Linked DNA regions of Mus musculus: region 2 is linked to region 1. Evidence: chromatin contacts called from public Hi-C data. All regions are on one chromosome and are shown on one strand. The core of a region is the stretch at or near the end of the contact, and the rest is flanking DNA. Distances in the headings are between cores, read along the strand shown.

Region 1 (7,342 bases), core at 1,683-4,182:
CAACAGAGGGGGGGGGAAACAGACAAAGTTTAACACCTGGTCAAGGTGAATGTTAAAGTGGGAGGTGCTGGCAATAGCGTAGTCTCAGAAGATGAGGGAAGATCCATTGTCTTGCTCATCATTCCTCTGTCCCCTCTGCCTCTCACTAGAGACCTGGCCCCACCTCCACTGCATAGGAGGGAGGTGACCATCAGCAAGCTAGGAAAGAGCCTTCTTCCAGAAACTGCATTAGCCAGCAATGTTACTTTGGACTTTCCAACCTTCAGAGCTAGAAAATAAAATAGAATTCCTGGTACCGATGTTTTTTTTACTACAGAAGCATAAATATAGACAGATAAGACAATCAGGGCTTTCTGTCATCCAGACTTCGATATTAGGACTTAATTTCTCACTTAACATTGTCTGGTTTAAAGGGTGTGTGCCATAGTTTCTACAACACAGGTTTCTATAAAAGTCACAGCTTTTCTTGCATAGCTTGTTTCTTATACTGTCTTCCAATCTGAAAAATTCTCATACATGATGTCTTTCTCTAGTATCTGTATTTTCTTATGGTATAGTAATAAGACATAAGCCAGGCCCTGTAAGTTTAATGTTTCCTAAACTCTACTCGGATTGAATCCTGAGTCATTTTTTTTCCCCACTGTATTTTCCAGTTGTGGGTTGTCTCTTTAGCTGGGTATGGTGTTTAATTTCTACTCACAATTAAATTTCGAAAATCACATCTTTCCATTTTAAGTATTGTTTTCATGAAGATTTCTGTTGTCAGGATAAAACACCAAGACCAAAAGCAACTTGGGAAGTCAAGGGATTAGTTTAGCTTACAGCTTTCAGGTGATACTCCACTCCTGAGGGAAGTCAGGACAGAACTCAAGTCAAAAACCTGGAGGCAGAAATTCATGCAGAGGCCATAGAGAAGTGTTACTACCTTGTTGCCCATGGCTTGCTCAGCCTCCATTCTTACAGCATCTAGGACCACCCGCCCAGGAGTGATATTGCCCATAGAGTTGGAGCCACTAACATTTGTCACCAATCAGGAGAAAGTTCCAGAGGCTTTCCCACAGACCAATCTCTGCTGGTGGCACAGTCTCCGTTGAGGTTTCTTCCTCCTAAATCTTATGCCAAGTTGACATAGAACTCCCAGACCAACTGTTTTTGCAAATTTTAAATTTAAAATAAATTCTGTCTGGTCAATTTTTGCAGTCCATATTCATTGCTCCCATACTTGCTGCCTTTCTTTTAAAAGAAGCTCTAAATATGGGGCATTCTTATCCGTGCTAAATTCAGTAATTCTACTATCTGTAATCCTTGCGAGTGTGTGCTTCCTATTGGAGTTGGTGGTTTTATTTCCTGATGCATTTTATACTTTTCTTGTTCTTCCGAGGTTAGGCTTGCTGAGACTTCTGTGGGGCTATTCTGAGTCCTAGACTGAGAGAGTACTTCTCCAGCGAATACCACCCACCAGCTGGCACAACCAATCAGCTGGCAAAATAAATTCAGAGTATAGACCCAAATCAGGGTCAATATGTGTTCGAAAATCTCTTTGGAGAAAGAGCTTTTGACTTGTGAGTTTGTTTTGTGTTCTGTTTTGTGTTTTTTCCAAATCAAGGTAGATTTTCTATACTAGGAAACGAACCACTTAAGAATACACTCAGTGGAATTTTGTAAATCAGCCTTACAGAAGGGTCACCACCATCTGAATACACTTCCAGTATGCTTTCTTAACTGCAAATGGAAGCCCTTTGCAGAGTAGCAAGCAGTTTCTTCCCACTATCTGCTCTTCTAGTCCCAGTCAACGACTAAAGTGCCTTCTACACCTATAGAGTTGCCTGTTCTGGGTGTGGCGTATAAATGGAATCATACAGCATTTGCTGTTACAATCTAATTTCTGCTTCCAGGTGGGGTAGTAGAGGTCAAACCCTTATTCATGTGAGGCAAGTGATAGACACTGAGCTAGATTGTCACCTTTGTAACTACTGGGAAGAAGGCTGCCTTAAACATTCCAGCACAAGTATTTGATAGAACCCATAGATGGCTTCGGGTATCAATGTCATCTTCCCAACAGTGTCTTCTCATTCAGGAACAAAGTAGGTTTCTCTGAGGGTTTAGGTTTTATATTGGCATTTTTGTAATGCAATGTTTGTTGTCTCTTTGCTTAAATGTATTCCTAAGTATTTTGTTCTTTTTAATGCTCCGTATTAAAAAAAAAAAAAAGAGTGTCGTTTTCTTTTTAGATTGCCCTTTATGACTGTGTAGAGGGATCTGTGATTTGGACGGATTGAACCACGTCTTGCTAGATTGAATTATTAATTTGTTTATTGTTTTTTTGTTTGTTTGTTTGTTTTGCTTTCACCCTATATCCCGTAGGGAAGAGTCCGTTTCCCTCGATGCCATCCTTGGTATGACAGCTACTTGATCTTGCTCCTAAGCATTTCATGGAGGGTCTTTTTGGAATTCCACCTTTACCCCACGGTTTGGCTCATATTCAGAAGCCCACAGTTTTATACTTTCAAACTCTATGTGGACTGTAGGACTCAAAGCTCCTCTTCACATGGTTCTAGAAGACATGCGCAGCTCTGCCAGCTCTCCTTGTCCTGGATTCATGCTTGTGCTTGATCTAGCCACTCTTGCTGGCTCGGGAGTGTAAGCACGGGTGTGTTCGAATGGGCTTTTGTATCTTATTCAGCGTTTTAAATATTTCTCAATCAACAGGTTTTGCAGGATTGCAATGTATTTTACCACAGCTGGTAGTAACATTTTTAAGTTGGTTTTCTGTGTGGAAGGGTACATACATTAAAAGGCCCTATACATATGAAAATCATAAGATGAGGCTTTTTTTTCTATGAACATATTCTGCCATATAGATGTCATACATACACACTGATGGAATGTGAAGGAAATATTCATTTATGCATATAGCAGGTGATATAATCAAGACATGTGATGACAGACTCTGAACTGCTCTTGTGGGAATGCCCTATGAAAAAGAAATCCTGCTGACAGAGCAGAATCTCACTCAAACTTCACAACCATATTGCCTTCTCGCCCGCAGGGTGCTCGCTGACACGACAGCAACCAGGTGACAGGATCACGGCTTTTAGAAGGGCACACTGTGTTTGGTCATATGTCACTGTTGCCCATTAATTGGTAGTAAAAACTTAGTAGCAGTAACCTGGAACCGTTGTGCCCAGGTGGGTCCTTTGTTGTAAGATTTGGCAGCACTTAAAGACCATGGAATTTAAGTACCAAGTAAAACCCCATACTGACTAGTAATGGGCAAACTCAGCCTTAAGCCAACAGAATCGCAGTCCAAGAGAGAGAGAACAAATTTCATCATGAAGATGATTGAAGTAAGCTGAGTGAAATAGAATCTCCAGAAATTTTTTTTTCTACAAGTTGACCATAGACACCATGTCCTTATTGATCCAGGCCCAGCATTGAGCATCTCATGTGTGTCCAACCTCGTGATTTTGCTCTGTAGAAAGGCTGAGCGATGATTCATTATAGCTAAAGAGCTTCTCATTCACAACAGTCAGCTATTGGGTCAGTGAGATGGCACAGCAGGTAATAAGGGCTAGAAACCCAAGGATGTGGAAAAAAACAACTTCTGAAAGTCATCCGTGGACTTTCACATGTGTGCCCACACTTGCACATGTGCATCGTATTGTATACATGCGTGTACACACACACACACACACACACACACACACACACACACACACACCAGATAGACTAATAAATGAAATTAAATTGAGAAGTAAGAATAGATGCTGGAGCAATGTTTTGTTGCTTAAGAGAACTGGTTGCTTTTGCTGAGGGCCTCCACTATATTCATAGCACCCGCATGCTGGTACGCAGTTCTCTGTGACTCCAGTGACAAGGATCCAGACTCTCTTCTGACCTGCATAGCCACCAGACACACACACAAGATACCCAGATATACATGCAAGCTAAAGGTCTGTACACAAAATAAAACATATAAAAATAAGACTCCTAGATACTGTTTTTGTCTACATGCTTTTTATGTAAAAATCTTAATGTTGGCTAAGATATGTGTGTGTGTGTGTGTATCATATCTACTAGATCACAATACTGGCATAAGTAATTTTACTCAGGATCTTATAAAATGTACATATATGAAATTATCTCATTTTTATGTAACTGATTTTAACCATGAATGAGCTTTGCCTACTTACTCTATCTTTGTCTTACAAGCAAGAAATTCCATTGTGTGGCTCTGGACTAGAGACAGTGGAGGCTTTCTTTTGCATTTGGACCTGGTCTTACTATTAGAACAATTTGGGTCAGACTTACTGTACATGAATGTAATAGTTTCATCATTATATTATAAGCAGCTAATTGTATTGCCAGCACTGATGAATTATTCATGGCATAATCACATAATTTACTTGGCAATGATGTTTTATTTTGCATGCTAATTTGAACATGGTACATTTTTCACATTTTGATCTAGAGATGATCTCTGATAATGACCTGTTTGTGGATATAGGGACTTACAGTGACCTCAATACTCCATTTTCTCTAAACATTGCTTCATAATGTGTATATTTTACCCGTGTGCTATAGGTCAGTGAGAGTCAGGGCACTGTTAATAATTTCTCTTAAGTCCCTCTAATTATCATTTATTAAGCAAGCACGTTTCCAAAAGAATTTTTGTTTGAACACAAAACATTGTGTTGGCCAGGATCTTACAACAGTAAGCATTCTGGTTTTTACCTTCTTCACTCAAACTTCCCAAGCCATCACTCTCCTCCAGGCTGCTCAGTCTCCTGGAGTCTTTTCATTTAATTACGCTTTTCCAACGTGCACTCTAATCCATTTACCACAATAAATCTCCTATGGGTAACCCATAGTTTTATGTATAGGGCAATGATTCACCATTGACCAGCGCCTAGCTGTCTTAATGGTCTCCCTGTCTTGTCCTTCTTACCTCAAATCTTTGCACAGCTGTCAGATGAATTCGTCTACAGCTGCTGATTAAAGCACACGTTTCCCTATACAAAAGCATGTTACGGCTTATGCCGCGCTACCCATGAAATAGCTTTCCTTAACTTTTAAGGCTTCCCTAAAATATCTACTCTTTGAATGATTTTATTTCACTTGAATCTCATGGAGCCTACTTAGTTATCTGCAAATTACTCAAGTTCATAACAAGATCCACACTTCCTCCTGCCTGGGATTTCCTACGTTAACCAGTACAGGTTAAGCACCCACCATTAGCTTGGGGTGAGGTACAAGGAAAACCTATTCTTCCGGACACCCTTAGCACTTCCATCCTTCAGCATTTTTTCAACTATATCCTTGTAGTATTTAATTTTACTTTCCTTAAAAGATTGCAACTGTTTTGTCCAGAAGCCTGAACCATATCCTACAGACACACAATTTTTCTTTTTGATGGGACAGAAGAAAATTAACAATTCTTAAGTACTAACAACCATTTATCTTATTTGACTCATTACATCTGCCTACCGTGGCAGGTGTTGACATGTCCATAATACCAATAATACCAAATCCAAATGGCCAGGCTGCATTTCAGATGGAATGCTGATATTCTAAGGAAATATATTTAATCATGACAACATGGTGGCGATTTTTATTATGTCAGAACATATGTAACTATTTCACCTCTGTTTTCCTGAATTAAAAATATGTGTCAATTTGTGAGAATAATAGGACAGCTGCAATATCTACCTTCTACCTGATTGGTGGGATGGATTTATTTCATATAGATGGTATAGACATAAGACACTTTCATTACTGAATGCTGAAATTATGGAATGCAAATGAAAGGATGAGAGCCTCATACAGAGGAGAAAAACCATTCTGTAGTAAAGAAAATTTATAGAATATATATATATATATTATGTAAACACACATACACAAACATACACACACACACATAAATGTAACTATAACTATCCCCCTTGTGGTATACAAGCAGGAATATACATATATATATGTATATACATACATACATACACACACACACAAACACACACACATATTCCTGACAAATGATAGAATTCAATAGCCACAATCATTATTTCTGCATACACAAAATTATTTCTATGTCTATCCTTTATGCTCATTTTCCAGGATTTTATTTTTATGTAATTATTATACAGACATATCTCTACTTTTGTTTTGTTTTGTTTTGTTTTGTTTTTTACATAATTGGGTTAAATGTTTCAGATTAAAAAAAAAAAAAAAACATGGTTTTCAACTCAAGTTTCTTTGAAGAGATGCAATAACTATACTCAAAATTCCACAAAGGAAAATTAGGGACGTGTCTATTTTGTTTCGAATGTGTCCACAGCACATTGCAGTATGTCTCGCACCTTGCAAAGGTTCAGTGAATGCTTCTTAGTCACATCAATGACTACGTATGTGAGATTGCAAATTTAAGTAAAACCTAAGTGTTGTGAATTCCATCCACCAGCGAGGACAGATAGTCACCTATTTATATTAGTGTCTTTTTTTTTTTTTTTGGAACCACTTTCCAGTTTAACTGATAGAAGTGATTTTTAGTTTCTCTCCCTAATCTTTCTGACATTTCAGGGGGTACTTGTTAATCTGGCTGCCATGGCTAGTGAGCCGAGACTCTCCTGTCATGACCCTTGGATCCACAGAGGCAATGTTCAAGAGTTAAAACACTGTTGCCATGGTCACTGCTGTCATGACCACAAGGAAAATCTCCCATGTAATGTGCTAGTGAAATGTGCCTGAAGGACCAAAGGTACAAGGTCTTTGGGTAGTAGGAAGGATGCCTTGTCTAGGTCAGGCTTAACTAATCCTCCCAATGTCAGTGCTGCCGAATTGCCAATGGTTAGAGCAGTTGGTATCTCACATGCTGAACCATCTCTAGAAGCGGCAGACCTGAGATCTTATTAGTCCAGGGTCTATCACCATGGCAACTTACAGGTGAGGGTCTATTTTCTTCACCAGCCTTCCTGCTTGTATGCCACAAGAGAAATAGGATCCTCCCTGCATCGTTCCTATTGATACTAGTGCTGCCTAAATTGGGAGATATTTTGTCTCCCTCCCTGGAGAATTTGCCGTGCTTAGGATGTGATTCAAACACTGTTCCTTCTCTGGGATACTCAGCCAGGGATCCTAGAGCAATTTTGCTTGGTTTATAACAGCTATACCACTTTGCTTAATGGATCATTTAACTTATCTGTCAACTAGGGTTATTTGGTTTACTTCCCATAGTTAGTAGCACAGTACACACATACCTACTAACCTTTTCCCCCACTAGACTCTCCAGATTGCTCTGGACCACCGGATTGGGAAAGACTTCTCTTTAGAGCCAGTTCTCTCCTGA
Region 2 (6,467 bases), core at 3,041-5,540, 79 kb after region 1:
TTCGTTATCCAATACTGATCAGTCAGCTCTGAAATCATTTAATACTAATGTAAGTATAATGTATGCATAATATATAATGTAATACTAAATGGACTGAACATGTTGAATTTGTATATTTATCCATTTATATGCACATATATGTAGCAATTAAAAAAGAGGCTATGGATTTGAGAGGGAGCAAAGAGAGGGATTGTGGGAGGGATGGGAGGAGGAAAAAGGAGAGAAATGATATAATTATATTTTCATTTCAAAAACAAGAAAATGAAAAAATAAATGCCTTTGAAATAAAAAAGTATAAAATTATATACTCACATCTTTAATCCCCTTTTCATCAGGTTCATTTAATTGAATTGTATGAGATCATGACATATTTAAAGCATTGGTAGTTCATTTTGCAATTGCTATTTTCTTTGACTTTTCTTCACATATCCTACGGAAAAGCCAAAAGTTTAATAATATAATTGTATGAGTCTGTTTGTCAGCATTCTTCTCTTTACCCTCTGAGCGCATGTCTCCCTAAAGAAAAGTGAAGGCCACCATCCATAAGCATCCAAGAAGTGAAAAATAAGTCTACAGTCATTTGCTAATACATAAGCTACCCGATTAACTAAATATCAAGAGTGGACAGGTCAGTGTTGGAGAGCATTTGAAGTCCTTCCGATGCACATATACTGCAAAGTTGAACGGTCATTTTGGAAATCTCTTCAGTCACTTATGATACCAGTCAGAAATCTGCCTCCCTCAGCAACCCTCGCTCTTCTAGGTATTTAGCCAAGGAAAGCACTCATGTCTATTTGATGTTTGAAAACAAATCGTGTTTTAGAAATATTAATTTTAATAGCCAAATCTAGAAATGCATACTTGTTAACTCGTGAAAGGGTTAAAATGAAGTTATGGTATAACCAAATTAAGAAATAGTATTCCGCAATGACAAGTAATAAAGCAGTAATAACTGATATTCAATATCATAAGTGAACCTCAAAACTATTACACAAAATGGAAAGTGCCAGATCCCAGATCTACAGACTATCTAATTTCAACTACATGGGGCTATATAAGTCCCTTTATGTAGGGGCAGATAAGGGGTAAAGTCTCACAACTTGAAGCAGGTTGTGATTAGTAGGAATTGAGAAGAGGCCTGAAATTGTGAAAAGATTCAAATGGTTTTCATCATGATTCATTAAGTAATTACACTAGGGGAGATATTTTTCTAAACTCCAATTGCAAATATTAAACAATCATGAGTTTTGTTGCACTTAAAAATCACTGTTAAATCTGAAGCAAAATGACTCTGAAAAAAAAATCTTTAGAGTAGATAAATTTCATTTTCAATATTGGACACAGAAACTGAAACCTTGAAGAGAAATTCAACCACTAAAGATTTTCATTTAATAACAAGATACATTATTTTCACTCATATGAGGAAAATTAAAATATAAAACACAAATCCCAGCAGCTTTTCATGTGAATTCATATGGGTATCTAGCACGATGTTCATGGAAAGGAGAAACTACAAAAATCTAAAGAATTCTAGCCAAAAGTTTCCATAGTTCTGTTGACCGACTATAAAAAGAAACTACAAAGACGATAAATCCTTCCCCAGGAGCAAAATACCACAACATGCATAGTGTGTTTTGACTAGACAAGCCCACTTAAGTAAGGACTGAGTTGTACTGGGTATGGTTACATTTTATTTCTCTCTTTTATGAGCAAAGTCTCAGACTCTCAGAGGAAATGTTGGCATTTTCCATAAAGTCCACAGCCTTTCCAGCAAATTGGCACAATAGGGTTACATAGCCCATGTAAAAGTCTGGCCTATCTGTTGCTGTGATAAAAGACTAGCCAACACTAAGTTGTGGACTAAAGGATTTATTTATCTTAGACATTTTAGTCCATCATCAAGAAAATCCAAAGCAAAAACCTGGAGAAAAGAACTTCCGCAGAGACCCTGAAGGAAAGGCTGTTTACTGGCTTGCTCCTTCTGGCTTGCTGGTCTTTCAAGGGGTAGTACTGCTCACAGTGAGTGAGACCCTCCTGCACCAAGGATCAAGGCAAGTTGAATGGGTTCAATTCCTCAGTTCATGTCCCCTCCTCTAGGAGAATTTGTGTCAAGTTGAAAAACCTAATCACGGCAATGTCTGAAACATACAGAATAGTCTTAATATTTAAGAACATGAGAAAACAATTAATGTTAACTTTTATGACATTGGCCTATTTACCAAGATGCTACACACACACACACACACACACACACACACACACACACACACACACACACACAAAATAGAGTTGGTGCTGATACTTCAAAATACAATCTATAAAATCATTCATTAAATAAGCTCACTCATTGACACCATTTCTCTTTGACACTACATTAAGGGTCTAGAGTTGAAGACCTTAGTGGAAAAAGATTGATAAGCACCAAGCACCATAACAAAACTGTAATTAGTAGCCATCGATATGACTGCCTAAAAAAAAAAAGAAAAGAAAAGAAAAGAAAAGAAAAAAAGAATCAAATGTAGCTCCTACAAATAAAAAGAGTATGATAGATCTACATGTATTTGCTTCTTCTGTGCTATGGCTGCCTGATGTATGACAGAAAAACATTTGAAATATTTCGTGACTTTCTTTTTCCAAAACAAAATTACATCAAAAACAACCAATAAAATATAAATTTTGATAGCTTACTTTCAACTCTGTATAGATACAGGAGAAAATGTGAGCTAATGGCTCAAACAAGCTTTTTTCAAACACTGGTGCACAGTTAAGGGGGAAAAAAAAAGTCCCTAAGCACTAAGACTTTCAGGGCAACAGTTGAGATGCTTTGTTGTTTTAATGTAATTAGATGTGTATAGGAGTTTGACCTGCATGTGTGTCTTTGCACTGAGAGTGTGCTTGCTGCCTGTGAAGGTCAGAAGAGGACATTTATCTGATCCCTTGGAACTGGAGATGCAGAGAATCATGAATTGCTGTATGAATGGTGGGAGTCAAATATTTCTCTGCAAGAGTACCCATTGAGTTTAACTGCTGAGCGATCTCTTCAGGCCAGTTTTTTTCTTTTAATGCTTATTTTAAATAGTTGACTTTTTGGATTACTTGAAATCATAAGCACATGGGGACCCTGGTATAGCTGTCTCCTGTGAGACTATGCCAGTGCCTGGCAAATACAGAAGAGGATGCTCACAGTCATCTCTAAGATGGAACACAGGGCCCCCAATGGAGAAGCTAGAGAAAGCACCCAAGGAGTTGAAGAGGGTCTGCAACCCTATAGGTGGAACAACAATATGAACTAACCAGTACCCCCAGAGCTCATGTCTCTAGCTGCATATGTAGCAGAAGATGGCCTAGTCGGCCATCACTGGAAAGAGAGGCCCCTTGGTCTAGCAAACTTTATATGCACCAGTATAGGGGAACACCAGGGCCAAGAAGTGGGAGTGGGTGGGTAGGGGAGCAGGGTTGGGGGAGGATATAGGGAACTTTCAGGATAGCATTTGAAATGTATATAAAGAAAATATAATGATAATAATAATAATAATAATAATAATAATAATAATAATAATTTTATAGAGAACTGCTGGGCAGTGGTAGCTCACATTTTCAATCTCAGCACTTGGGAAGCAGTGAATGTCTGTGAGTTTGAGGTCAGCCTGGTCTACAGAGAATTCCAGGACAGCCAGGGCTACACAGGGAAACCCTGTCCTGAAAAAACAAAACCAACCAACCAACCAAACAAACAAACAAACAAAACTTTATTTAAAAAAGTTCAAACATACCTGTCATCCTTTTGGTTTTGTTTTGTTTTTTGTTTTTGTTTTTGTTTTGTGGCCATACCTGCCATTCTAGAAATCTACATTTACATCAGGAATATATCAGCATATAAACACTGAAATCTCGCAGTCATACTTTACAAATATGTCTATTACAAAGGGGGCATCTCAATAACACTATCCAAACATGGAGTTCCTATGGTAATTCTTTGAAGTTTGCAATAACCTCAGGTCATTGAAACATCCTGCCTTCAAAAAGATCCATTGATTAGCCAGATCACATCCTGAAAAGCAAGTCTGCTACTGCAATATGTATGGTGTTATGACACAGGAGGGATAGGAGTAAGCCAGTGTCTGGAATCTCCCTGCGGTAAAGCAAGCAATGCTCTGCAGAACATTTTATTGTCCATGCTTACAAAGAATTGTGTCACCCCTTGCTCAATACATCGTCTTCTATCTCATAGAATCCTTATAAGGAATCTCATATATCCAGAGTGAGTTTGAATTACTAGTTTCACCACATATGCAGTACAAAACACCCATTGTTCTTGTAGCCACTGTCCCGGTTCTATGAGGACAGAGAAAACACACCCATTACTGAACAAGGAGAATTTAAAATAAAGAATTACTAACCACCGAGTACAAAGCTGTGGACTGGCAACTGAAGATGTAAGAAAAGAAAAGGCTAGTGCACTGGAGGTAGGTAATATTGGAAATAAAGGCCAATCTAATTAAAAGAACAAAACTGGAGGTAGCAATATTGTCCTCCAGAACAGGTGGGGTTGTAGGCTTGGTTTATCAGTGAATATAGCTGTCTCTGTGCCTGTGAGAGGCTTTGAAAGGCTGCGAAGGTTATAACCCTGGAGGACAGGTATGTGTTGGGTTGGGATGGGTGGAGTGCTTGTCTTAAAGAGATATTTAAAAGATTTCCTCCTCATCTTAGCTGCTCCCGTGTAGGGGAAAACTGTGGTTGTCAGGATAATGCTTTGCCCAGAGGATTCCCAGGAACCTACTCAAGCAAAAGGAAGTCAACAGGGAGTGAGTATGAAGGAGCAAGTCCTTCCTCCTCCTCCATTCATACCAGAAGAACCTCACTGGGAGTCGGGTAACACGACAGAAGAGAGAGATAGGCTGAGCATCAGCTCCAGTTGCTGCAAGGCAATTATAGGAGAGTGGTTTGAACAAGAGACAATAGCATGGAAACTGGCACAACCATCCACAGAAAATTCTCCTGAAATGACTGAAAATTGGTTTTAAGATTACAGTGATATCGTGGTAAATGGCTAAACCGCCTTTATAATTTAGTAGCTTACAGAGATGCCATATAACCCGGCGTAACCTCACAGTTTTAATAGAAAAAAAAAAAAAAACCCTAAGAATTCAAATACAAAGCTCTGTTCATTCTATGATTCTAGAAGATACATACACGATGCATTCAGATGTCTGGTTTTGATTTTTTTTTAACAACATTCAATCAGATTATGGTTCCCAAGGGAGAAAGTAAGATAACAGCCTGGAGAGATGCCTCAGCTAGGAGATGCTTGCTGCATAAGCAGAGTCATAAGCCTCGATCCTCAACACTCTCCTAAAAAGTGTCAGAGCAGCACATCCCTAGAGCCCCATTGCTGTAGAGGATGGAACAGGCCAGATCCGTGGGGCTTGAAGACAACTCCAACCAACTGGCAGCCTCAGAATCAGTGAGAGACCCTGCTTCAAAACAATACAGAGGGGAAGTATTGAGTGGGAGACCTGATGTCAACATTGGTACCCTATAAACTACCAACACACACACACACACACACACACACACACACACACACACATTCTCTCTCTCTCTCTCTCTCTCTCTCTCTCTCTCTCTCTCTCTCTCTCTCTCTCTCTCTCTCTCTCTCACACACACACACACACACACACACACACACCCCATAGAAGCAACTGAAGATCCTCATAATAGGCTAACTAGACCACTCAGAAAGATATTGCATCTCTTCACTCACAAGTGGATCCTAAATTTCATATATATGTCCATGACCTGAAAGACATGAAATATCTGGGAACAAAGGGATTAATTGGAGGGGGAATGGTGAGAAAGAATAGAAGGAGGGGATGAGGAAGACATGGGTAAGATTCATTGAATATGTGTTGGGAAATGTCCTATCAACTCGGTTCTCTCTGTAGTGAACATTCATCAAGAAAAAGGGAGATAATGTTTTACTCAGTGGATTGTTGGAAATAAAAGGAGCGACAATGTCTAATGCTGAAATGACTTAAAGGAAATTGTCATCCGTATATATCACAGGTGGGAACCTGAAATCAGGTAGGTAGTTTGACAGTATGTGTCAGCATTTACATTGTACTCATCTTTTGATTTGAACTGGATTGGGAGAAATGCTCACTGCAAAGACTGAAGTATTTCTGTAGATACGGAATGAGAATTGAGTAAACTGTGTTATTAGGGACTGTCTTTGTTAAGGTCTCTATTGCTGGAAAGAGACTCAGTGACCAACTCTGATAAAGGAAAACATTCGATTGGGGCCAACTTACAGTTTCAGAGATTTCCATTGGAAACGAGGCAGGAAGCATGGTGGCATGCAGGCAGGTGTGGATGGCAGCATGCAGGCAGGCATGGTGCTGGAGAAAGAGCTTCGCATTCCACGTCTTGATCCACAGGCAGCAAGAAAACAACTGTCTGCCGCTGAG

The links. A called contact is a pair of places that touch in the nucleus more often than the background predicts.
Region 2: a contact with region 1 is called in a Hi-C map of epidermal suprabasal cells, with 2.9 times the contacts expected there. The contact joins two enhancer-like sites. A contact is called at or near these places in 19 of 484 Hi-C or Micro-C datasets (the C2C12 cell line, the G1E-ER4 cell line, the N1E-115 cell line and 10 more) and 1 of 115 datasets of contacts at active chromatin or transcription factors (fibro-adipogenic progenitors).

What each region holds. Positions count from the first base shown.
Region 1 is chr16:76,769,304-76,776,645 of GRCm38.p6, forward strand. The region is part of intron 1 of Gm30790 (predicted gene, 30790); the gene reads right to left. Among named protein-coding and RNA genes, the nearest start is that of Gm30790, 6.1 kb to the right of the region's middle. Within about 2 kb of position 2,933, at least 2 of the 459 cell types and tissues checked have an H3K27ac peak or open chromatin away from gene starts, as enhancers often do. A contact at or near this core is called in epidermal suprabasal cells, where this site is marked.
Region 2 is chr16:76,847,416-76,853,882 of GRCm38.p6, forward strand. No RefSeq gene overlaps it. Among named protein-coding and RNA genes, the nearest start is that of Gm30790, 72 kb to the left of the region's middle. Within about 2 kb of position 4,291, at least 10 of the 459 cell types and tissues checked have an H3K27ac peak or open chromatin away from gene starts, as enhancers often do. A contact at or near this core is called in epidermal suprabasal cells, where this site is marked.